Linked DNA regions of Zea mays: region 2 is linked to region 1. The links are chromatin contacts, called in public Hi-C maps. All regions are on one chromosome and are shown on one strand. The core of a region is the stretch at or near the end of the contact, and the rest is flanking DNA. Distances in the headings are between cores, read along the strand shown. Region 1 has its middle 19 kb from the start of LOC100285499. Region 2 holds the start of LOC100217221 (squamosa promoter-binding protein-like (SBP domain) transcription factor family protein).

The links. A called contact is a pair of places that touch in the nucleus more often than the background predicts.
Region 2: a Hi-C map of tassel shows a contact between it and region 1, with 6 times the contacts expected there. The contact joins the promoter of LOC100217221 here to the enhancer-like site in region 1. A contact is called at or near these places in 11 of 25 Hi-C or Micro-C datasets (bundle sheath, ear, endosperm and 4 more) and 1 of 3 datasets of contacts at active chromatin or transcription factors (leaf).

The regions. Positions count from the first base shown.
Region 1 is chr7:142,866,863-142,872,364 of Zm-B73-REFERENCE-NAM-5.0, reverse strand. It overlaps the pseudogene LOC118473035. Among protein-coding and RNA genes, the nearest start is that of LOC100285499, 19 kb to the right of the region's middle. Within about 2 kb of position 2,329, at least 18 of the 20 cell types and tissues checked have an H3K27ac peak or open chromatin away from gene starts, as enhancers often do. A contact at or near this core is called in bundle sheath, ear, endosperm and 3 more, where this site is marked.
Region 2 is chr7:142,906,791-142,912,096 of Zm-B73-REFERENCE-NAM-5.0, reverse strand. It overlaps LOC100217221 (squamosa promoter-binding protein-like (SBP domain) transcription factor family protein), which reads right to left and starts at 3,534. Exons shown (of 3, transcript NM_001359706.1): 1 at 2,312-3,534; 2 at 224-354; 3 at 1-68. The coding sequence starts at 2,808.

The DNA of each region.
Region 1 (5,502 bases), core at 1,080-3,579:
GCAAGATGCTAACCGTCAAAGCATGGATGTGGATCAGCTGTCAGTCCATTGATGATCAGTTTATTTCTTTTATTTGTTGCCCCGACCATATGATTGTGAGTAGTACTGAATTCATCATGCATGTGGGTTGGCCAATGCAAAAGAAGCAGTCATACGTACTACTTCACTTGCATGCGACAAGGGGGGCGCACTGAATGAACGACACTACTAGATAGCGAACAAATAAATGCTAAAAGCTTACACGAAATATAATGCATGGAGAGATGTTTATATATGTACCCGTACTACTGCGTATACTGCACGGTTGTTTGTTGCAGACAACATATAGAAACAGTAGCAGTAGTATACTACACCGTACCTAGCCAATTTAAAGCAGCAGGCCATCAAGTTATGAAAAAGAAAACACTAGTGTTTCATATTGGGTCATCAGGCTATATGAACTGCATGCATGAGCATGACCATCTATCTATAGCCATGCGTATGAATCCCTTGTTGAGCACTACTAGTAAGTAGTAGGAGTACAGTAGAGCGGTAATTAACCAGCGTGAAATTTACCGAGCTTGTGTAACTTGTCGTGTAGGACTATGACCTCGGTATTATTGCTACCAACTGTAGCAGTAGTAACAGTAACAATCTGCGAGGAGTGGTTCAATAATCAGAAAAGTCATGCATGGGCATCCGCCAGCGTTAGCAGCTATGTAGTCTCTACTCCTACTCCTAGCTTAGCTGATGAAGGAAAGGAGGAGCTGCCGCCGCGACCGCGAATGATAGGACTACTACCCATGGAAGCACATGCACGCGCTGCAGCCTGCAGCGATGGCCGCCGATGGGAATGGGTGAGTGCCTGGGAGGAGGAGAGGGAAATGGAAACGCCCCCTGCTTCTGCTGCCTGCCGCCGCGGCGGAGTGGGGCAGCAACCCATCAGGGCTTGTTCGGTTCTACCCTAATCCATATGGATTGAGGGGGATTGAGGGGGTTTTAATCCCTAGTAAGTCAAAATCCCTCTCAATCCGTATCAATCCCCTTCAATCCATATGTATTGAAAATAACCGAACAAGCCCTCAATGGGCAGTTGGATTGCTTCCCACTGCGCAGGAGACAGACGGCTCCTGTTGGCCTTTATTGTGCCCGGCCCGGCCCATGGTTCTACTATGTTCTATAGTTAGAAGACTGATGGTGGAGTCCGGACCTCAGAGGGGAGCACCGGCGGGCGGACGGACGGAGCGTGCAGTGCAGGACTACGTCCACACCACAGCCGAACGAACTACTGTAACCGGCCGGGCGACGATGGTGATACTTGCTTGCGGTGAAGCTAGCGGTACCAGTCAGTACTCGCGTAACCCTAAACTGGAGAAGGATCACGACGTGACTGCCAAGTTTTCCTACTACACCTCCTCTGTTCCATTCCACGCACGCTACACCACACACACACACACACACACCCCCACGCCGTCTGTCCTCTGACGGTCTCTATCACGTCGCTGTCTAGCTAACGTACGCTCCACGGACGGTCCAGTCCAGTAATAACAATAACAACAAGGCAGTCTGGTCTGGCAGTCGTCGCTTCAAAGACCGACGGCTCGCTACCACGCTGTGTCGTGGCGTCGCCGTCGTCTGGCTAGGCAGCGGATCCGATCGCGCATCGCAGCTTCCATGCCTCCGCCGCTCGGCTCGGCGTCTTGCCCAAACAGTGCGCCCGACCGCGACGTACGGCTCGGCCCGGTCGCTGTCGGGGCCGCCGGAAAGCTAGCGACGGGCCCTGCCTGCGTCGTCGCCTCTCTCGCCCGCATGACCGTGTGGATCACCAACTGGTGCTGGTGGTTCTTGTCTTGCCCTGAGTTCGTATCGTTTCGTTTCGTTTCATTTCATCCACGGCTACTACTACACGCGAACGCAGTAGTAATGGATAGACAGGGACGTGGCCTGCTTCCTCGACCTCCAACTGCGCTGGGACTGGGACTGACTGCAGAGGTCTTAAAAAAAGGTACCGTAGAGCTCTTATTGAAGAAGAAAAATCTCTGCGAGATTTCTGTGGCCTTTTTGTCAACCTTGCGTTGCGTTAGCTCGCGGACAGCGACGGCGGCGTGGTTTTTTTATATTATTTTCTCCATTCTGTTGTGGATGCGACGGCAGCAAAATTCTCTCCTCTTCCGGACAGTCTCCAGACCAGACCTGAGAGACGGCCAGGGTTAAATAATAATAATAATCTGATTTGATCTCACCTTCCCGTGCCCCTTTTATCTGCTTGCTTCCCTTCCCTGTAGCGCGCGCGGGCCCTGATGAATACTAGTGTGGCCGCGCGCGCCTGCTGCTGGCACAGCAACAGCACACGCGACAAAGGGACGGCCATGGCCCATTTTACCCCAGCCGAGCCTGTCTGCCCCTGCGTGCGACTGCGAGGATGTAAACAATTTTTTTCCCCTACCACCACCAAGCCAAGCGTCACACCTCGGGTGCATGGCGTCATGCACACCTCGGGCAGACGAACGTTCCCGGCCACCCGTCTCCAATCTTGAGATAGCTTTTGCAGAAGTGCTCCTCTCGTTCTCGTACCGTCAAAAAAAAAGGCTACGAGGGTCAATCGCAGTCACTGTGCTAGGCTTTGACCTTGTGTAAGTCGTAGTTCGTGGTAAATGCGCGCCGGCACGCGTCATCAGTTCCGTGCCGGAGTTGGTCAGCATATTTAGCAAAACCAGGGAAACCGAAATCCAAATCACCTCCACCTAAAACGTGCCCACCAGGGCGCCTATGTCAGCATTACCGATGCTCATCTTTGATACCAAAGACAAATTATTGATCAGCTAAAAACTACGGGCTTCAATAGGAATGCTAATGGAACCTGAGCCCTAATGTTTCCATGAGGAATTCTCCTATTAATCATCACGAAGATCGAAATGGGGGAAAAAGTCCTCATTGAGCTCCTCGTTCCCTACATACCCATCCTGCGAAATTTCCTTGCTCTAAATTAGCCTCATGATATATTAAAATTCTACTAAAATTCAATACATAGCCTAGCATGAATAGCAAACAACCTAAAGTGCATGTCTCTTATAATTTTAAATGTTATTTGTTTAATATATATTAATGTTGATATAACCAATTTACATTTGTCTCCAAAATCTGAATTTCCTAATAGGGACGGATTCCCTGCAAGTATAAAATCCCTGCTAGGGACGGGATGGGAGAAACAGAAGTCCCCCGTGAGCTTTCGTGGTGATGGGACGCATACATGGAATTTTTCTTCTTGTGGGCATGGTGACATTAGATTTTTCTTCTCGCGAGGACGGGATGGAGAGCTATTTCCCGATAAAAAAAATTCACCACTACTATCCCTAGGCTTAAATAGATCATGATGACAACTTTCTCTTCGTGCTATTCTTCCCAAAACCCTCAATGTGAAGCGGAAGCCACTCGAAGGCGCCACGGGAGAAATCCTAAGATTATTTAACCTCCTTTCCTCCCTTGTCTGATGGGCCATGGCCTCCTCACCCTCGCCCAGATCCAACTTAGCTAGGAGATGGCAGCACACGCCCCATCTTGTAGCGGCCAAAAATCCAAGTGAGAGACACAACTCTTCCTCCTCGCTGACGCCTGAGCATACGACCTATTCAGAAGATGTTTTTTCAGATGCTACAACAACTATGGCTACATATCCCCCTCCCATTTCATAGTAGAAACAACAGTTGCGATAGTTGAAGTAAGCAGGGCCAAAGAGGTTGTTCCCATTGCTAATGGTGGTGGACGTTCCGTTCTTCAATCTTCACCTTGTTAGAAGTTGTAGGACCTTGTACACAAAATCTAACAATCGGATGTGATATAACATGTGTGTTATACTTTAAGTTTGGACGACAACGCCATTAGAGCGGTGTAGCTCCACACATAGATGACGAGGTAGAGAGCGGTGCAACATTGTTCGTATTGGCAAAATGGCCTAGTATTGGCCTGACTTGGCCAACCTACCCGGCTTCTCTCTCCCTCGCGTGTGCACTAGGCTACAACCTAGGCCACGAAATCTCCTTGTCACCTAGTTCAAAAGTAGTCTGATCATTATGTGCCCTCAAATCAAACCAGATGGTTAGCATCCGCTAGCATTCGTTCAAGCTAGGGTATAAAACTTGTATTTTTTATCAAGGGGAAACTTAATTTATTTGTTCTCCCCTAATGTAGCTCCCCCCTCTCTCTATGTCTTGAGCGCTTTCTCCTCGTCTTCTCACGATGAAGTCCTTGCACTACCTGTGGTGGCCCTCACTTATGTTCTCCCCTCATGCAGCGTCATGCAGTTGTGTTGTCTCTTGTCCTGGTCAACAACAATTGGGTAAGTTATTACCTCCCCTCTTACTCCTCTAGGTGTGCTCGGGATAGTTAGGGCTAGTTTGGGAATACCATTTTTCCAAGGGATTTCTATTTTCCTAAGGGAAAATGAACTAATTTCCCTTAAAAAATGGAAATCCCTTGGAAAATTGTTTGGATTCATTTTCTTCCGCAAGGATTCTTTATTTCTTTTCTTCCGCTTGCTTTCTAGTGGATGAATCTAAGACGGAGAGATTGTTTGGATTCATCTATTAAACCGATGGTTTTTTTACACATCTAAGGTTAAGATCTAGACAACAACCTTGTTTCGATACCACTATTAGAGATTGTAGGACCTTGTACACAAACCTTAGCCACTATACGATTAGAACATATGGATTATATATTCGAGGTTGGATGGCAACATCATTAGAACGCTGTAGCTCAATACAGAGATGACAGGATAGAGCGACGATAACCTTTTCCTTCGCTAGCCGCATAGAAGATAGATCAAGGGTCTGTTTGGTTGGGCTGTGGCTGTGGAAAAAGTTGCTGTGGGCTGTGAGCTGTGGAAAAAGCTGCTGTAGGCTGTGAGCTGTTAAAAAGCTAAAAACCGTTTGGTGGAAACCACTAAAAGTCGTTAAAAATTCTTCGATATATGTTTTCACAGTTCCATCCGAAAAGCCACTAAAAGCAGGTCCAGGGGTGCTTTCAGATTTGCACTACGAGAAAGTCGGCTTTTAGAAAAAGCTGCTTCCTATATCCAGCCATTTGGTTGGCTTTTGGCTTTTAGGGGGGCAAAAGCCAAAGCCAAAAGTCAAACCAAAGGCACCCCAAATCTCACTATTAGGAGCTAAGATAAACGTTGGTTGCCGTCTCTCTTGTTTATATACACGATATGAGAAAAAAGGACCACAATTGTAAGGTTGTTGCACCCATCAGAGCACCAGAGTCCGACTTAGTCCCTTGACCAAACCGGATGAGATAAACCCTAACACAGCTTATAATCAGGATGGCAAACAGTAAACGTGTTCCTGAGATTGTTCTCGAAGCCAGTTGTGGAAGAAACCAGCTTTCGCTCAAAGCGCGGTTAAACAAACAGGGACAAAGAAGCAGAAAGAGACGAAGTCAATTTTATGTCATGCCAGTGACCAAACCGCATACGGCTGCTCTGATGAGATCATGAGAACACAGAACTACCAGTTGATGCAC
Region 2 (5,306 bases), core at 2,285-4,784, 39 kb before region 1:
CTCGGATTTGATGACTCCGGGCCAGCTCGGCTCCGGCCTTGGAACCGGGAACGACGAGAACCTCGTCCCTGCACTCGAAAACGGGCATGGACAAAGAATGAAACGTGCAGCAATGCAGCATTTGCTCAACTCTTCTTTAGCGCATGCATTTTTGATGGGTTTTCGTATGGACTATCATATGATATGATACAGAGAAGAAGAAAAATGCAAGGTGGTTGCTGACCTTGTTGACTCGTCATAAAGCTCCCAGAGCTCATGGTATCTGGCTGCGGCTTCCTGCGACGCCGGTTGTGCCCATCGAGCCTCTTTCTACAGCTGCGCTTGGCCTCGTCAAACTCCGCGAGCAAGTGAAACCTGATCAAACAAATTTCAAATTCAAAACAGAACTATTATTCTCTCAGGAGGAGCCCGGACTACCACACCACTGATGCTGAACAGGGTAACGCTAACGCCCAGCCATAAATATTTCAAATTCAAAAGTGGGGCTGTGAAACGCTGCTGCCCGCAGGCGGCAAGGCGCACATGTTTTCTCACCCATTATTTAAAAATAGTACTCGCGCCTGCCTCCGGAAATAAAAGTACACGGCTGGACCACTCTCAGGTCTCAGAATGTCAGTTAACAAATTGGCTTTCAGATTAGATAAAAGTTTCACGTTCAGAGGACCTCTCTCGAGCACAGAAAACAAAAGCTGTAGTACAGCTCCTGGCGAGCATCTGGACCACGGTATAATGGCTCCAACAGATACATGCCAGTACGCCGCCCCTACCGACGACATGTTGAGGAGCACTTGATAAAGCCTGCAAAGCAGTGTGGCGATCTCGCTTTGCTCTACTAGCTACACAAGGTAATCAATCATTGGGAAAGCGGCTCTTGCAGCCCCACTGAAAAATAAAAAAATTTCGGAAGAACAAACAAGTGCACACTGTATTTGCATTGTTTAAAGGTACTCTCAGATACACAGATAGTTGGTCAACATATAAAAGGTGGCACAGACATGTGAAATGTGTGTAGTACTTGAAGCAGCTGCCTCCTAAGAGGCTGACACAAGGTCTTAGTGGTTAAACAGAGACTCAACAGGCAAAATAGCTACACCCTTAACCATGCAGAAAAAGGTTCGCTTACTGTCTCTCAAATAGCAAATTCCTACGTCTCAGGCATGTTACATTGCCCTCCCTGCACATGAATGCGGTTGTACATGGCCAGCACCTAGCAGACCAGGAGCAAGCAAGGTAGATGTGGTAGGCCAGTTTCTGCTGGAAATTAAATAGAAGAGGTTCACGTTCAACATCCCTAAGCATAAAGAGCCCCCACACCCACAAAAAAAAACAGAACAAATACTGTTGCGCGGAAAGGATACATGAAAACAAAAAATGCAAGAAACATACAGATCTCATTATTAATTCAGCAAGGAAAGGTTTTCAGAAAGGTACGTATGCAACAACTTGAAAAGATGGGGCTTGAAGATTTGAGGGTTCTTGTCAAAGCAAAAAACTACTGCACAGATCCTGCGTCCTCTGTGTTTTGTACTGGCGCAGAGAAGCACCAATTTGATGACTGATTCAGAACCTCATCCCAGGTACAAGTTCCAATTCATCGTTTTCACTTCTAAACTTAGCCGAAGACGACGAAAGCTATACAGGTGTGAGGAGGTCAGGTGAAGAAACACCAATTGCAAGCCTGCTACAAGAAAAGATGATCCTGGCTTTTGCCGGGTAATGGTTGGTTCTCACTGATGGGTTAGAAAGCTGGTATGCGTAAGTAGAAAAAGAGGTGGTGTTAATTCAGGCAATACTTGTTGACATGCAAAAGGGAAACAGGGAAAAGATCGGTGTACGTTCGTATGAAAAGGCTGAAAAAGTGGAGCCGGGAAAGTTAAAGCTGTGCATCCCTGATTGAAGCAAAACAGCCACTCAGGCAGGTGTAGGCTAATTTTTAAGCTCAAGTTCATCATATCTGTGGCTGTTGGTGACCAATTGGCGAGAATCTGAACTCTGAAGCAGAGAGAGAGGGAGGGAGGCAGGGCAAAAGAAAGAACTGATTTGGCATTTTCACTTTGAACAAAGGGGAAGGCAAGGAATAATCAGCAGTAAAAAGTAAAAGCTGTGGAGAAAAGATGTCTGGGTGTAAATCAGTCGGTTTGCTGATTGGTAGTACCAATTTTCAACAATTCAAGCAAGCGACCCTTTTCCAGAATTCCAGGCAACCAGCAGCAGGTTCATGCAATTACATCGACGTTTTCAGATGAAGTGAATTGAGAGAAGAGAAGGGATGGGATTGGCTTTGGCCTGGAACTGGAGTTGGCGTATATACCTGCTGCACTGCTGGCAGAAGCGCATCTCGCGGCCGGCGACGGCGACGACGGGCGTCTTGGAGTGCGCCTCGCAGACCTTGTGGCGGCGGTGGTAGTCGCGACACTTGCTGAGGTCGGCCTTGCAGCCGTCCACCGCGCACGACGGGCACTGCGCCCCGGCGGCGCCACCGGGCCCCGAGCGCGGGCGCTTCATCGGGCTAGCGGACGGCGGCGCCGCGGCCGCGGCCGCGGCCGCTGCCACTACCGGCTCCTTCGTCCCGTCCGCAGCCCCGAACTCGCCGAGCCCGCCGAGCTTGAGGTCCACGGAGCACTCCGCCCGGCTCGGCGCCCCGCGCGGTGCCGCCGCGGGGGGAGGCCCAGCAGCTGCGGCGGCAATGCCCGACGCCGCCGCGGGGGAAGGCGCGGCGGAGGCGGCGGCGGCGATGGGCGGCGGCACGGCGTCGTGCTCCAGGTCGGGCAGGTCCCAGGAAACCGGCATCTTGAGATCCCAATCCATGAATGGGAACGGCGCGGGCGATGGATAGCAAGCTCGACCGTTTCCCCGTCGGCCAGTGCAGAGCTAGGCGCCGCGTGCCCGTGCCCGTGCCCGTGCCCGTGGCCGAGCTGGAGCTCTGTGTGCGTGTCTTTCACGGCCAGGACAGTGCCGCGGCCGGTTTGTTGGGTTCCCCTGTCCCTCTCATCCTATAGGCCGCTCTGCCGCGGGGAGGGTGGCAACGAGCCAGCCAGACACCGAGGGGAGTTATTGCCTGGGCACCACCGCGCGCGCACAGAAGCGAACAAATCGAGCACGGGAACAGGGCAAATGCCGCAGATCAGCAGGGGGGGCTGCTGAGCTTATCCTGATGGGGAGGAGAGAGAGAGAGAAACAAACAGCCAGCCAGAGGGAGGGAGATGAGCTGCCGCTAGAGCTAGATGCCGGGCGGTGCCCGGTGGTGTCGAAGCGAGTGGTGCGCGGAGGGGGATGTGCTACTGCAGTCTGCTTGGTGGGAGGGGAGCCGTGGAAGTGGAAGTGAGGAACAACCGAACAAGCAGGCGCAAGACCAGCACCAGTGCACCACCACCACCACCACCACCGAGGAAGAGGAGGCCAGGCACAGCCACAGCCAGTACGTGCTCGCAGAGGCAAGTGCAGCGCAGGTGTATCAGTGTAGTTGTGTGGATTGCGAGTGGTGTGGTGTGGAGGGCTACCTCTATCAGCTAGAGCTCAGCTCAGCTTTCAGACCTCAACTGATGAGGGCGTGGATCAGTGGATGGATGCATGCCCATCTTATACTAATCACTCGACTCCACTATTCTATTATTACGATAACAAAAACAAAAACTATTTTTTTGTATGGATTTGTTTTTCTTCGTTCCACTGCGAAATGCAACATTGCTTGCAGTAGCCATTCATCAGGGCCACCATCAATCCCCTGACAGGGATTCTAAAGGCGACGGGCCCCGCAGCGGGCGCCAGGTGCCATGTTCATCCTTTAACACCAGCATGGAACCCTTGTGCTGCTGCGCGCAATTATTGGGGGGAGGGGGGGTTGGTTCGGGGGGTCTTCGCCGCCGCCTGCAGTGCTTTGCTTTGGCCGGCCCTCCCTAGCTAGCTTGCAGCAGAGGAGACGGGTGGGCATTACTTCTCTTGGCTTCTTGTTAGCGAGGTTGGTTGAGTGGGGGAAGAGGACTGAGGAAGGTTTAATGAGTGTCATCAAGGGCTGGGCTACAGTAGAGCGACTAGTGTTTTTTTCTCTCTCTTTCTCTCTCTCTCTCTCTATACTTAAAAACAACAGTGTGGTAGCTCACTCATGTAGTCATGTGTGTGTGACTGAGGAGCATGTGAAGGCACTGTGCTACAATAGTTTGGGAAGCTGGATTGTTTGAAAATATAATAATGTTACTTTCCTCCTAAGGCCCTTTTCGTTTTGTGCCAATCCATAGGGATTGAGGGGGATTAAATCCCCTACAAGTCAAAATCCTCTCCAATCCCTTCCAATCCCCCTCAATCCCTATGGTTTTGGGATCAAACGAACATGGCCTAAGGGAGGAGGGAAAAAAAATCAAACTTCTGTTCAGCATGATTGCGAGGCTACTGTGCTAAAATAGTGCGTACGTGATGGTTAATCGGATTACTATATTGGTCACGTAGCTAGTCTGATCCATGCATCCGTCAAAAGGCAAGTAATTTCGATTTTTTTTTCTATCTCCAGCGGCGAATCCTCGAAATATGTCTAGTCAGAAGAAAGCTGGAGCTGCAAATGCATGTTATTGTTCCACGGATCGATCCATTTGCTACATAGGAGTACGTATATAGCAATTGGAAACAGCTTGAGGCCCTGTTTTGAATTGTAGTATTTTTGCAGTTTTGAAACAATACTATAATGTTTGATGATACTATAATATTGGAGCTCAAAAGGTGTTTGATTTAAACAGTCAAAAACTCATTTTTAAATACCATGGTGTATCCAAAACTGTGGTATTTTTGGAGTTTTCGAAACTCCACTTAGGACCCCAGTCTTATTCTTTCTTTCTACATATACTTTGTTTTTCCAATAAACCAAACAGATTTCGGTTTTGAACAATACTGTAGTTTTACAGTACCGTAGTATTTATGTCATGTACAATTATAAGTATCTCAAAACTACAGTATTTCAAAACTACATTCCCATACAGTCCCTGAGTTTTTAAGCAGTCCATGTGTTTCAAAACATGAATTTAGTATGCCTCTCGTTCAAAAAAATAATAATTTTTGGAGACCACGGACACAGAGCGAATTTGGCTCGCTGGGCCTAGCATGTTTCTTGGAGTGTATCGAATCAAAGCTAGCCTGCCTTTGGAACCAAACACGTCCCTAATGCGTGCATGCTAGTACTACCTCGATCGTTAAGCTAATTGCTAGGTGGCTTTTAATATGCCCGTTCATGTCAGTTCCAAATCCAAACGCATGTGCTTCGTCTAAAGAGGATATATGCATGATAAAATACTCGATCTGCGCGCGTCGACAAGAAATAT